4 separate regions of the Mus musculus genome follow, and all the other regions are linked to region 2. Evidence: chromatin contacts called from public ChIA-PET and promoter capture Hi-C data. All regions are on one chromosome and are shown on one strand. The core of a region is the stretch at or near the end of the contact, and the rest is flanking DNA. Distances in the headings are between cores, read along the strand shown. Region 1 holds the start of Hk1 (hexokinase 1). Region 2 holds the start of Hnrnph3 (heterogeneous nuclear ribonucleoprotein H3). Region 3 holds the start of Supv3l1 (suppressor of var1, 3-like 1 (S. cerevisiae)). Region 4 holds the start of Srgn (serglycin).

Region 1 (3,215 bases), core at 487-2,986, 680 kb after region 2:
CTTGGATGGCTGGTAGCCAACAACCAGAAAGCCACCTTAAATGTTCTTGTAATATTTCTAGCTAGACAGGCGAAAAACTGGGGTGGTAATGGTATTGGGAGCGGCAGTGAGTCTGACTTAGAGATGTGAATTAGGAAATAATGCTAAGCCTTAGTGCCTCTGTGTGTGTGTGTGTGTGTGTACTGAGTCACCTTGGTACAGGGGTTGGGGGAAGGGATAGCAGAGGTGCCTACCTGCCTATAAGTTTGGCCAGCTTTTTCCCAATTCTGGTTTGTTGGGTAAGGGTTGTATGGGGACAGATTATAGTGATAGCTGAAGGCTGAGTGAGGGGGCCGTGAGTCTAACACGGGGAGCAGAGAGATGGCCCATTCAACCTACAGAGCTCTGAGAAAACAAAACAACCCTCCATCCTCAAAGATGTCCCAGCCTTGAGAGCTGGCTGGCAGAACTACATTTGCAGAGTCGAATGCAGCTTAGAAGAACCATTTTGTCCTGACACTGGTGGCCATGTTGGTAGCGTTCGCCTGTGCATATGTGTGTGTGTGTGTGTTAGTTTGAGATTTATGTGGGCCTCAAATGCTAATCTTTTTGAGGGGAGATCCTATTAGGAAAATAATTTAAATACAACAGTTAGGCCCTCCCTGGGCCTGGAAATGGCGATATACAGGTTGCGCCCCCCCCCCCAAACTTTAACCTGTAGGCTCCCAAGTTCATTCTATGAGAGTACTTCCCACTTAATTTGTTAGACACAAGTGTTTATGCTCTTTCACAAAAATCATGGGGTGTAGACATCAGTAGTTACAGCTCCATCTTAGGGGTAAAGAAGTGACTGAGGACACATCTGCACCTGCCATTGGGCAGGGTGGGGATGTGTCCTGGATAGAGGTATCAGGTCTACCACCTCTTTCTCAGTGGGCAGTGGTGGCTGGAAGGGTCCTGGGGTACTTGAGGGGTGTTCCAGGCATGGGCTCCTAGCCCCCCAGGTGTGGGCTAGAAGTTAGCCTCTATAGTTCCCTCAGGACAGATGCTGCAGCCCTGGTCATGGGAACATGGCCTGCAAGGGAAGCTTAAGTAAGAGACACTGCATACAACGGCCAGGTCACCAGCACTGAAGCTAAGAAAACCCTGCCCGACTCCTGAGCAGCAACTGTAACGCATTGCCTCAGACTCCTCACCTGTAGAATCAGAGCCACTTCTGTATGTCAGAGTTCTTACTTGTCATAAGGTACAAATACGATTTCCCCTCAACCTGAGTCCTGAACAGTACCCCCAACCTCCCAGAACCCGGATGCCCAAGAGCTAGAGAAGGGTGGGAGGATCGGGACAGGCTGGGAATAGGCCAAAATTCCCACTCGGGGACCATGAGCTCTTACATGATGTCACAGGGGCAGGCGCTTTGGGTTTCGCTATGTGAACTCTGACAGGCTGTGGTGGGACTCCGAGCATCATCCTTAGATTTTGGATCCTCGATGGCAGGCAGGCACAGGGACCCAGTGCAAGATCTGTGAAGCCGCCTAGTTTCGGCTTCCGCTCTCTTTCCACGCCCACTTGTGTGCTTCCCCAACAGGGAGGATGGGAGGGGTGGGGGACGAGCCCTAATCTCCGAGGAAGGGGTGTGGCTCCGTTCGCGTTCTCCAGTTTGTGGTGTCCTGGATCTGTCCTCTGGTCCCCTCCAGATCGTGTCCCACACCCCACCCACTCTGGCTTGGCACTGTGCCACCACGCGTGACCGCGCGCTCCTTACGTGGGGAACGTGCAGGGTGATGCCTCCTTTCCGGCGCGGGAGGGAGCGGCCGTCATTCTCCTGCTCTGGCTGGGAAGCCCCAGCCATAGCGCGGCAGTGGCGCCTTGTAGCCAATGGGGACTGAGGAGGTGGGCCGGCTGGCGGTTGTCACCCTCCCGGGGACGGGAGCTCGGAGGTCTGGAGAGAGCAGGCAGACGCCCCGCCCAGGGACTGAGGGGGAGGAGCCAAGGGAGGAGGAGGTGGAGTCGCGGATCCGCCGCTGGAGGACCACTGCTCACCAGGGCTACTGAGGAGCCACTGGCCCCACACCTGCTTCTCCGCATCCCCCACCGTCAACATGATCGCCGCGCAACTACTGGCATATTACTTCACCGAGCTGAAGGATGACCAAGTCAAAAAGGTGAGCCCCGCCGGCGCCGCCCTGGCCACAGCCTTGCATTCCCGCATCCGCTCGCCACCGCCTGCATCCTCCCCCCGGCCTCTCCCGGCTAGACAGCATCTAGTTGGACTACAGGGTGCAGGCGACAGGCCTCATGCTGGGATTCACCCGGGCATTGTGGGCATGCGGGCGTGCTTGTGGTTTGAGGAGCTGGGCGGCCGGCTGAAGACCCCCCCCCTTCCTCCCACGGCTGGATTGCATACTGCAGTGTCCTTGAAAAGGACCATGGATGTCAGATGGGTACCCGCACGCAGTGCCGGGCTGAGACCTGTCTAGGTGGGGACCAGCTGGCCTGTCTATAGGCCTGTTTTGAAAGGTCCACGCGCGCCGTGGGCGGGGAAGGTGTGATCGCCGAGATAGGCTGGGGAGGTGAGTGAGCAGCTGGCGGGGGTGCTGGCTGGAAGCCAGGCATCCCATATTTGGGGTTCCCATTTGGAGAATACGATGCCCTCCTGAAACTGTCACTGGGCTCCCCCAGCTGTTGCAGCTGCTCCTTACTCTGAGGACGGGGTGACCCGCCTGGCTTTCCGGTGAGGGGAGGGGAGCAGAGGCCACCGGAAACTTTGCTCATAGGCCTCAGGTCGAGAACCGCACGTCTGAATGGAATTTTTTCTTCCTCTAAACCTGTAATTTCCAGGCAGTCTCAGCCTAGGAGCTCAAATAAGACACTTTAGTCACTTGAAGAGCTCGGAGGGGTTGGCATTCGTTCCTTGTGACTTGTGAGTTCTTGCACATGGACGCTGGGTCCTAGGGGTGATGTTCATCTAGTATAAAGTGCCGTCTGCTGGTGGGTCTTAAAGATGTACCTCACTTTTCTGCCACCATCAGTAAGACGGGATGTTTTTTTCCTGAGATAGACTAAGTTGGTTAGGAAAACACCTAGGACATTTTTATTTGTGCTATGGGTATGCCTTACCTACCCTAGGATAGGTTAATAGCATCATCACCCTGACAGACACTGGGACAAGAGGTACTATCTACAGGTGAGAGGCGGCAGTGACTAGGCTCTGTCCTTTCCTGGCCTGAGACTTC
Region 2 (3,282 bases), core at 104-2,603:
CCAAGAACAAAGACAAGGAACTGCTTACCATGCCATTTCAGGAAGTACTTAATAAACCTGAGCTATGACGGCTTCTAGAACATACTTTGATTTTCCTGTCTGTAAGTATAAGCACACTGCGCCCCCCCCCCCTTCTCTGAAGGATATTTTGGGCTATAAAATCAGTAGAGTACTAAAGACTTTCAAGTAGGTTTGAAGATGAATTAAAGCCGTGAAATACAAGTTTCCATACAAGAAAGTCATTGGCCTCTTGGCTCTAGTATAAACATAAATAAAAATTCATAGTAAATCAAATCCAACCTTCCACACTGCCACTACTCCACTCCACATGGACTTCCCAGTGTTTGTAGCACAAAGAAATCTTTGGATGCACACTGAAGGGTGATTCCAACCCAGCCCCATCCACGTTCACAGCCTTAGTCTGTCCAGCCCGGCCTCTTTTCGCCCTCTGCTGTCCGTACCCACCTTAATTAGCTTTGCTCTCCCAAGTCTCTCAACACCAGGGTGGCCCTCCACCTTCCCACAGCCTTTCCATGTGCAATTTGTGTTACAACTTTAAAAAAGCCATAAACGGGTCGGGAGCAATCTTGGTAGCACGACAGAACCTCCACATGCGGTTTTTTTAGGTGTCTCCTGCGAGCACAATTTTTAGGAATACCAAACTCTTACTTAGATAAAGTCTATTGCCGTGAACCACAGACCCGTCACCCGGGTTTAATGGAGAGAAAAACCGAACCTGGCAGGTAGGAAACCAATCAAGGCGCCAAGGCTGCCTACGCAGGGGAACAAAGGGGATGCCCCAGGCTAGGACGGGAATCCTGCTGGGTTTAGACGCTTTGTATCTTCGCAGGCGCAACATTCATCTTTTTTTCTGATTGCATAATGCAAATATGGTGGACCAGCAAAGCCGTCCCCGGGTTGGGGGGCGGGGTGACAGAAACCACGTGGCTCCTTCCGCGCGGGGGCCTTTGTGGGATCTATTCCCAGTGGAGCAGATAAGAAACTTAGCAAACCGCGTGACCACGGCTCCTCAGAGGCCCGTGGGGAGGGACAAACGTGAGCTCCGGGGTTCAGAGGGTTGGTCGGTCGGCGGGAGCCAACGGAGTCCGCCACAGCCCACTCGCTGCGACTCCACGCCCACCACGGTGGCAACCGGGCAGGTCCCGAGTGCGCAGGTGCGCTGCGCCCCGCCCCCTGGGAGACCACGCTGTCACTCAAGTATCGCGAGAGCAGCGCGGCAGAGAGGGGGTGGGCCTGGGCAGTCGGCCCTGCCCCCTCCCTCTCTCTCGCCCCCCTCCCATCCCCCCTCGGCAGTCGCTCGGCTGCGCAGCTCCTAGAGCGGTTGGCGCGGCGGGAGACGGTTGAGGGGAGCGAGGGAGCCGAACCGTTGTGGCGAGCGCTCAGCAGCGGGCGAGCCAGGCGTCCCTGCCCGCGACCAGACCCGCGCGAGCGTCGGTGTAGGCGTTGCTTACGCCCCACAGGGTATCTGAAGTAGAAGGGGGGGTAGGTTGGGCCGGCGGTGCCGACAGCGGAGTCGGGAGAAGGACGAAGAGCCCGGGAGCGGGTGAGGGAACGCGGAGTGGCCGCTCGCTCGCTCTCCCCCGCCGCTCGGCTGCCGCCATCTTGGGGGCCGGTAGCGGTCGGGTCGCCTTCCCGCCTTTCCCCCGCTCGGGCTACTTTGTCGCCTCCGGCTTACGGGAAAGTGTCCGGCAGGAGAGAGTGCGGGCGGGAGATCCGAGCTCTCCGGTAGGGATGAGGGTGGGGAGCTCAGCGAGCCGGGAAAGCGGGACGCGCTCCGGGTGGAAATGGCGCTCGGCGGGCCCGGCCACCCACCGGGGCCTCCGGTGCTCTCGAAGGGACTACCTGGGGCCGGCGGGGCTGCGAGGGGCTGCTGACGCAGACTCCAGGGTTGAGACAGGGGGAGCTGGGGGCGGGGGAAGGAGAAGCCAGTGACGACGAGGGCGCTCCGATGCCAGATGCAGGACAAAGGCGGCCGCGGTCCTCCTTTGTAATTCCGCCGCTCGGTTGCGATGGCCTTGGCCGGGGGCCGGAGGCGGACTGTCCCCTATCTCCCGGGTCTCTAGGGCGAGCTGGGCAAACGGAAAATCTCCGGGAGGAGGCAAAGGACGCTTAGCCGACCTTTTAGTCCCTATTTGGAACTGCGGAGAGAGTCCGTTGCGCATCTCCAAAGAATTACCACCCACCTACCCCATGTCCCCCTCTTAGGTGTCGACCAAGACTTTTCATTTTGGAAGAGAAGTGCATGGCTTTTCTAATAGGAATAGTGCAAAGTGGGTGTGTTTCAAACAGGTCCGGGCCAGGTGAACTGCGAAGGTGCTGCGTTTAGGCAAGGGTGGAGAGTTAAGTTGTGTTTGGGGTAGTTAACTCTCCAGGAGTTGTGTTTTGTGTCGTTTTGTAATTAAGGCCGAAAGCCCAGTGCATTTCGTTTCATTTGATGGCTGAGCATGTTTAAAACTTGTATCGAACTGTGGTGTTTTGAAGCCGAAATAGGTCTCTTAAAGTGGAAGCCGAATCGCGTACCTAGTTGACGCGTTTTGGGTCCTTAAATTGGAAGCCGAATCGCGTACCTAGTTGACGCGTTTTGGGTCCTTAAATTGGAACTGTCATTAATTTTCATTGAAAATGGGTTAAAAAGGAAAAAAAAAAAAAAGCACATTTGGGCCTGAAAGTTAACTTGCTCATGAGTAATGGGAAAACTGTTAACGTACATTCCAATATTTAAAACAAAAGCTGGATAAAACGCCCAATCGTATTTTGTGAGTTCCAGGGCTATAGAGCAAGAATCCGTCTCAAAACGAAAAAAAAAAATCTCCAAGAAACAGATTACCACCTAGAAAAAGGAGGGTTTTTGGTTTTTTTGTGGCTTTTTTTTTTTGTTGTGTTTTGGTTTTGTTTTTCCTTAGACAGGGTTTCACTGTATAACCCTGGCTGTCCTGGAACTCATGTCACCAGGCTGGCCTCAAACTCAGAAATTTACCTGCTTCTGCCTCCCAAGTGCTGGGATTAAAGGCGTGCACCACCACGCCCGGCCAAAAAAGGAGATTCTTCATGGACTTTGGAAATGCAGAGGGTTCAGATCTACTATAACGAACTAAAAGATACGTCCACATTTTCTTGATTGGGTTACATTAGAAATGCCTTTACTTTTTTTGAGACAGGATCTTGATGTAACTGGATGTGTACTGAAGGCCTCCCTCTTGGAGCCTCTGTCTCCCAAATGTGTTTTGCTTTATTTTGAGATAAGGTTTCATTGTAGACCAT
Region 3 (2,944 bases), core at 289-2,788, 570 kb after region 2:
TACAGAAGATACAGACAGTTGGGAGCCCAAGTCTCTACAAGAGCAGCTAGTGCTCTTAACCACGGAACCATCATCTCTCCAGCCCAAGGACAAAGTCTTAACCCAGGTGTTAGGCTCCAGCTCGCTACAGCCCCACCCCCACCGATGGTGCCGAAACCGAGTTCCAGGTAGCCACAGCCCTTCTCCTGAATGATCACCAGGCACTTGAGTCATGACCTTACATGGGGAAAAAAAAGCCAGCTCTTGTCTGACACACAACCTTTCCCCTTGCTCAGGACTCTTAAGAATCGTCCATCATGGGTCCTTGGTCCAAGAGCTGCACCAATAAACCTGACCTTGTTCGTTTGCCAAATGAACCAAACCCATGAGCCTCTCACCAAGGAGGGTTCTCAAGGAGGCCTACCCATATTATTACTGCAGACTCTGCGGATAGAATAAGTGCAGTTGAGATCGAAAGACCCTCGATCAATTTCAGAGAAGGAAGGCCATTCGAGTTCAGGGTCCGAACTTTGAGGGTTTTGACTTAGCACCAGATGGTTTTAGAGCTTTGACTCCGAAGCCATATCCCGCAACTCATTTTCTGAAATCAGAAAACTTGTCAAGAAGGGATAGAGACAGAGGATTGACCGATGGCGCGGGTTGGAATGAGGACCACCAGACACCGAACGAACGAAGTTGTTACTGGGTCCAATTTTCTAAAAACCGAACGGCTCCTGAACTCAGAAACTAGATGGTGTTGGGGACCTCTCGGCAGAGGACTGAGGGAACGTCGCCACACATGGCTTCCCTCCTAGTGTTTGGCCGGCCAAGAACTGAATGGTCACGCCCAGACGGAACGAACAGAGGCACCTCTTTCCTTACAACTCGGGTGGGACCGAGTGCTGTAGTAGATAGGAGTAAGATCAAACTTTAACCAGGTACACAGAGCATACTTTGTGGTTATAACTTTCGAGATGCGAGGAGTACAAACTGCTCACGTTAACTGAATTCTGCAGCTCATGGTGGAGCACATGCCTAGCTTGCTCATGGCCCCTACATGGAGCCCTAGCACCAAGGAGAGAAGCACGTGTATTGACACACGTGTCACGTAAGCGCCAGTTATCGTACAACCGGATTTCTCTGCAACCCGTCTTGATCTGTAGCAGATCAAGCTACGTCCTCTAACGTTATCCTATCAGGAAACTACGGATATTAATGCACCAATCTTCTTGGAAATGCACTTTAGCGTTTGAAGCCACATGATGCAGGATAGACAGTTTGGTCACATGACGACGCTTGTACGGTTCCCTTCCGCGCATCTGTAACATCCCTTAAGATGCCTGATTACTTTCCCTTCTTTCGAGAAAGACGCTGCCAATTGCCGCAGAAAGAGTGAGAGGATGGGAGCTCGTTTCTGCCACTGTAACGTACAGAGGTCGTGCTCCCACGAAGAGGCGCGCTCCCAACCCTTCCATCTCCTTTTCCTTCAGGCGCACGCGGGGGCAGCCCTGTGTCTCTCTGGGTCCTTTCGCTCCGCGGGCGCCGGAGCTACGTCACCGAGCGGCGCCAGTGGTCCGGATTTTCCCCGGCTCCATTCGAGCCGCGGCCTCAATGTCCTTGCCTCGGTGTACCTTGCTGTGGGCTCGGCTCCCGGCGGGGCGCGGGGCTGGGCCCCGGGCGGCCCCTTGCTCCGCCCTTCGCGCTCTCGTGGGGTCGTTCCCGGGGGCTTCAGGACGCGTTCCCTGCTTGGCCGCCTCCTCCTCTGCCTCTGGTGGCTCCAAAGCCCCGAACACGTCCTTGTTCGTGCCGCTGACGGTGAAGCCTCAGGGTCCCAGCGCCGATGGCGACGTGGGCGCGGAGCTCACTCGGCCTCTAGACAAGAGTGAGTGCTGGAGCCTCCCGGCAGAGCGGCAGGGTCTGCAGCCTGGGCCTACATAGTGCAATGTCTGTTCCTTTTTGGAGCCCTTAGCACCCGAGCCTAAGTCATATTTAGTCTCTTCTGTAGTTGACATTGACCGTTCTCTTCGGTCGAGGAGGTTAAGAGTTTTGTCCCTAAGTGGTGCGCCGCTTGTGCTCCTAGAGTCCTCATGGAGGGATTAAACAGTGAGGACTTGCCATTGACCTGATGTGGATGTCTAACGATGTTAAAATTCCATCTGGTTGCCAAGACAACGGGTCTCAGATCCGGATTTCTCAATAAATTTACTCTCCCACGAGACAGACCTGAATTTAAATACAAGATAAAAGTTGATAAAACTGTCTTTGCCAAAAAGTAGTATCGTCCCAGGTTCCAGAGATGAATAAAAAAAAAACCTTTAGCATCACTGGGTTGAAGTGAGTTTTGTCCTACCTGCATTTGGGTGAGCTTGACAATGGGAGGGTGAAAGGTTTCTTTTCACCAAATGACATTCTTAGAGACTGAAAGAAAACCACATTTCTTTTAGGCACAAGCTGTCTTCCTGGCTCTTCAACAAGCAATATTGATGCTTCCTATTGTGACTTTAAAATATAGGCTTCATGTTGGGAGTCAGAGGCAGAGGATGGCAAGTTCAATACCAGCCTGGGCTACAGAATGAGTTCAAAACAGGCTTGGAAAACTTAAGAGAGGTCCTATTTCAAAATAAAAAAATTAAACAAGGTTTCTCTGTGTGGCTTTGGCTGTCCTGGAATGTGCTCTGTAGACCAGGCTGGCCTCAGACTCACAGAGATAGGCCTGTGTCTGCCTGCCGAGTCCCTGGATCAAAGGCCTGGGCTACCTGCACCTCCAGGCAGCAGAGTGTTCTTTTTTAATGTGCTTGAAGATATAACCCTGGGATATATGCCTTGCCAAGCACGCAGTGCCGTGGGGTCATTTCCCAGTACTGTGAAATCAACTAACAAGGTAGTACTCCTCCTCTTCCCCTTCCTTTCCCTCTACTTTTTCCCTCCTCAAGATAAGCTCGAGCTGTTCTCAGACTGGGGATTG
Region 4 (2,962 bases), core at 239-2,738, 520 kb after region 2:
ACGCTGCCTACTATGGGCTGGATCTTCCCACACCAAATAACCAAGACAATCCCCCTTAGGCCTGTCCATAGCCATCCTGATCCGGGCTATCTCCGTCCCTGAGACTCCCTTCCCACGTGATTGTAGGTTGTGTGAAGGTGACTAAATTATCCATCTCTACTTCTAATTGCCTTGAAGGTGTCGTGAGAAACTTCCTGAAGCTGTTAACATGATCTTTCGTTTTGTTATCAGGGCTTTAATTGAAGCTTATCATGAAAAGGGACCAAAGGCAGAGGAGAGAAATCCCAACAGATACTAAAACTCCACACGGTGTGCGCTGGGTCTCTGTGCGCCTCGGTTGCTACAGTTGAGGGTTTCCAGGCTCTGAGGGGGCTTCTGAGGAGAAGTTTCTAAGGAGGGCTTCATTTTCTCTATCAGGGCTCCTGAGCTATGAGATTCTAAAGTCTGTCCTTATCAGGAAACCTTAAGGAATCAGCAGGAAGCCCAGAACAAGGGGAAGGAAACTCCTCCCACCCATCAAAGGATGGCCAAGGGGCAGGCATCTGAGCAGCCGAGGAACGGACACCCTGAAGTGGAGAATGGTTGAGCCCTCAGAGCAAAGGCAGAGAAAGCTGTCTCGCTACAGATACAGCGTAAAACCACCCTTACTGTGAGGCTAGCACAGAGTGGCCATTCCCGCACCCGCACCCCCAAAGCCCCGCAATCTTCGAGGCCAGGGAACGGCTAGTCCTTTATGAACGGCAGCATCTGTGTCTCTGTTTTCACATTCCACGGCCCTCTGAGGGGGGGACCTGCCCTCCTTGTTCCTGATTTTTGCCTTACTCAAGACCAGAAAGAAAAATTTTTTTTCGAAGTAAACAAACAAACAAACAAAAAAAAACAGGAAAAAAAGATGCAAACATGCATGGTCTCAATCCCTGGGGAGCAGCTGATTTTATATATATATATATTCCTCACCTGTTTGTGAGCTAGAGGGAAAGCCAGGAATTCTAGCAGACTCTGGACGTTAACGGAGACCGCTCATCCTGGGGGCTGAGAACCCAGCTCGGCTCGGAATGTTCCCTGCTTGTGCCTGACTCTGTGCGCGCCCAGCTTCTCTTTGATGTGCGCTGTGGATGAGCCGAGCTCAGTTCTGGAACAGCTGAGTCCTCCTGTCTGTTTAGATTGTTACCTGAAGGAAGGGAGGGGGAAGAAAGTGCTGATTCGACTTTTTGATGGGGAAAACTTTTTTTTTAAACATGCAAATGACAGATGGCAGAGCTTTTTGGAAAAAGAAAAAATAATAACCACACAGCAAACGCCTAGGGGGAGTCCGGTGGAGTTTCATCATGGGTATGAACAGTTGTTGTTTTTTTCAACTTTCTTCTTCTTTCTGGGTGTTGATGTGGATCTCTTTCTATTTGTTCAGGAAACTGTGACGTGTGTTCTTGGGCAGGGTCTGAGGTTTTGGAACCTCTTTCTAAAAGGGACAGAAAGAGCACCCTGCTACATTTGCTAATCCAGAGGCTGAGTGGAGCCGAGCTGGTCAGGATGCAGGTTCCCGTCGGCAGCAGGCTTGTCCTGGCTCTCGCCTTCGTCCTGGTTTGGGGATCTTCAGTGCAAGGTAAGAGACCCAGGATCTTTAATTCTCTGCTCTGAAGGCATCAGCATATGCACAAGTAATTGTCTTCATCTGAAGGTGCAGGGTGTCCTATTGTGGGAGGGGAGGTAAGGAAGGATTTCAGGTGCCTCAACAACCTCGTGTGAGTTTACTTGAGTTTGGTCTAAAAAATAATAATAATTAATTAAACTCTAAGGTAAGTGGTGGCCTTAAAACCTGTCAGGATGACTGAAAAGTGTTCTTATTTTTTTGGGTAAAGATGTGTGGTTTATTCATTTAAAGCATTCAAGAAATAAATGGAAAATTACCCAACTGATCTACTGAGATGGTGGCATCATGGAATTTTCTAGAATAGCATCCTATCACTGAGTTGTCTGCATGAACTCCATTTTGATATAAGGTCTCATGTAGCGTAAGATGGTCTTCAACTTGCTATACAGCTGAAGAGGACCTGGAACTTCTACTTCCCGAGTGCTGGGATAACAGGTGTATGTCTCCATGCTGGGTTCCAAAGAACGGAATCTGATGGCGCTGTTATTTTAACAATGAAAGAGGCTTTTGTGTGTGTGTGATTTTCTGAGACAGGGTTTCTCTGTGTAGCCCTGGCTGTCCTGGAACTCACTCTGTAGACCAGGCTGGCCTCGAACTCCGAAATCCACCTGCCTCTGTTTCCCAAGTGCTGGGATTAAAGGTGTGCGCCACCACTGCCCGGCTTTTTTTTTTTTTTTTTTTTTAATTGGGGTAAATGTAGCTATTTTTACTTTCTTCTTAAGCTCGGCTCTTACCAAACATTCAATTTTGGCTAGGCAAAATGCTAACTCTAAAACAATATTTTAGAAACAGCCTGAGGAGTGTTAGCATTTGTGCTCTCGTCCAGAAAACAGGTTTTCGTTTGAAAACCTGTCTGTAAATTTGACTGTCTTTTACAGCTGTTCAGTCATGCTGACTCAACCTCAAACTTTTTCTAAGAAGATGGAATGTTTGTAGAACAAACAAACAAACAACAACTACAAAGAAGCACACTTTATTCGCCTTAATATTTAGGGAACTATGTCTAAATGAGGCAGAAGGTCATGGCCTGATAAATAAGTTGCCGAGTTTATGGTTGAAAAACATAAAGGAAATGTTGAGTCACAGCGACATACGTGTCCTGGAGTTTCTTCGAAGTGACTCCTAGCTGTAGCGTTCTTACTTCCGGTCGAAATGACATCTCACAGGTTACTTCAGAAATTCCTTGCATAGTGGAAGTTTAGAAACTTATTTTCATGGGGCTATGCTAACGTCGTCATCGGAAAACAGGAAGTGACCTTGCTAAGGCTCACTTCTATTTATGTAGCTTTGTGATATTGGCGCCTACACCCA

What was found. Promoter capture Hi-C pulls out the DNA fragments that hold promoters and counts their contacts. ChIA-PET counts read pairs in DNA pulled down with a chosen protein or histone mark.
Region 1: a promoter capture Hi-C map of pre-B cells shows a contact between it and region 2, with 2.7 times the contacts expected there. The contact joins the promoter of Hk1 here to the promoter of Hnrnph3 in region 2. A contact is called at or near these places in 1 of 39 promoter capture datasets (pre-B cells), 1 of 484 Hi-C or Micro-C datasets (CD4 T cells) and 1 of 115 datasets of contacts at active chromatin or transcription factors (memory CD8 T cells).
Region 3: a promoter capture Hi-C map of pre-B cells shows a contact between it and region 2, with 4 times the contacts expected there. The contact joins the promoter of Supv3l1 here to the promoter of Hnrnph3 in region 2. A contact is called at or near these places in 2 of 39 promoter capture datasets (hippocampal neurons and pre-B cells), 2 of 484 Hi-C or Micro-C datasets (CD4 T cells and embryonic stem cells) and 1 of 115 datasets of contacts at active chromatin or transcription factors (memory CD8 T cells).
Region 4: an RNA polymerase II ChIA-PET map of memory CD8 T cells shows a contact between it and region 2, with 45 read pairs. The contact joins the promoter of Srgn here to the promoter of Hnrnph3 in region 2. A contact is called at or near these places in 4 of 484 Hi-C or Micro-C datasets (CD4 T cells, erythroblasts, regulatory T cells and 1 more), 3 of 115 datasets of contacts at active chromatin or transcription factors (embryonic stem cells, memory CD8 T cells and thymic regulatory T cells) and 1 of 9 other capture datasets (pancreatic islet).

The regions. Positions count from the first base shown.
Region 1 is chr10:62,338,942-62,342,156 of GRCm38.p6, reverse strand. Hk1 (hexokinase 1) reads left to right here and starts at 1,736. Exons shown (of 18, transcript NM_001146100.1): 1 at 1,736-2,144. The coding sequence starts at 2,082. It overlaps Hk1os (hexokinase 1, opposite strand), which reads right to left and starts at 1,923. Exons shown (of 3, transcript NR_168630.1): 1 at 1,745-1,923.
Region 2 is chr10:63,021,920-63,025,201 of GRCm38.p6, reverse strand. Hnrnph3 (heterogeneous nuclear ribonucleoprotein H3) reads left to right here and starts at 1,353. Exons shown (of 10, transcript NM_001079824.1): 1 at 1,353-1,482. It overlaps Pbld2 (phenazine biosynthesis-like protein domain containing 2), which reads right to left and starts at 690. Exons shown (of 10, transcript NM_026085.2): 1 at 466-690.
Region 3 is chr10:62,448,332-62,451,275 of GRCm38.p6, reverse strand. It overlaps Supv3l1 (suppressor of var1, 3-like 1 (S. cerevisiae)), which reads left to right and starts at 1,538. Exons shown (of 15, transcript NM_181423.3): 1 at 1,538-1,861. The coding sequence starts at 1,591. It overlaps 4930507D05Rik (RIKEN cDNA 4930507D05 gene), which reads right to left and starts at 2,116. Exons shown (of 1, transcript NR_027926.1): 1 at 1-2,116.
Region 4 is chr10:62,506,283-62,509,244 of GRCm38.p6, reverse strand. It overlaps Srgn (serglycin), which reads left to right and starts at 1,488. Exons shown (of 3, transcript NM_011157.3): 1 at 1,488-1,603. The coding sequence starts at 1,531. It overlaps Gm51804 (a long non-coding RNA gene), which reads right to left and starts at 1,441. Exons shown (of 3, transcript XR_003949006.1): 1 at 1,291-1,441; 2 at 958-1,171.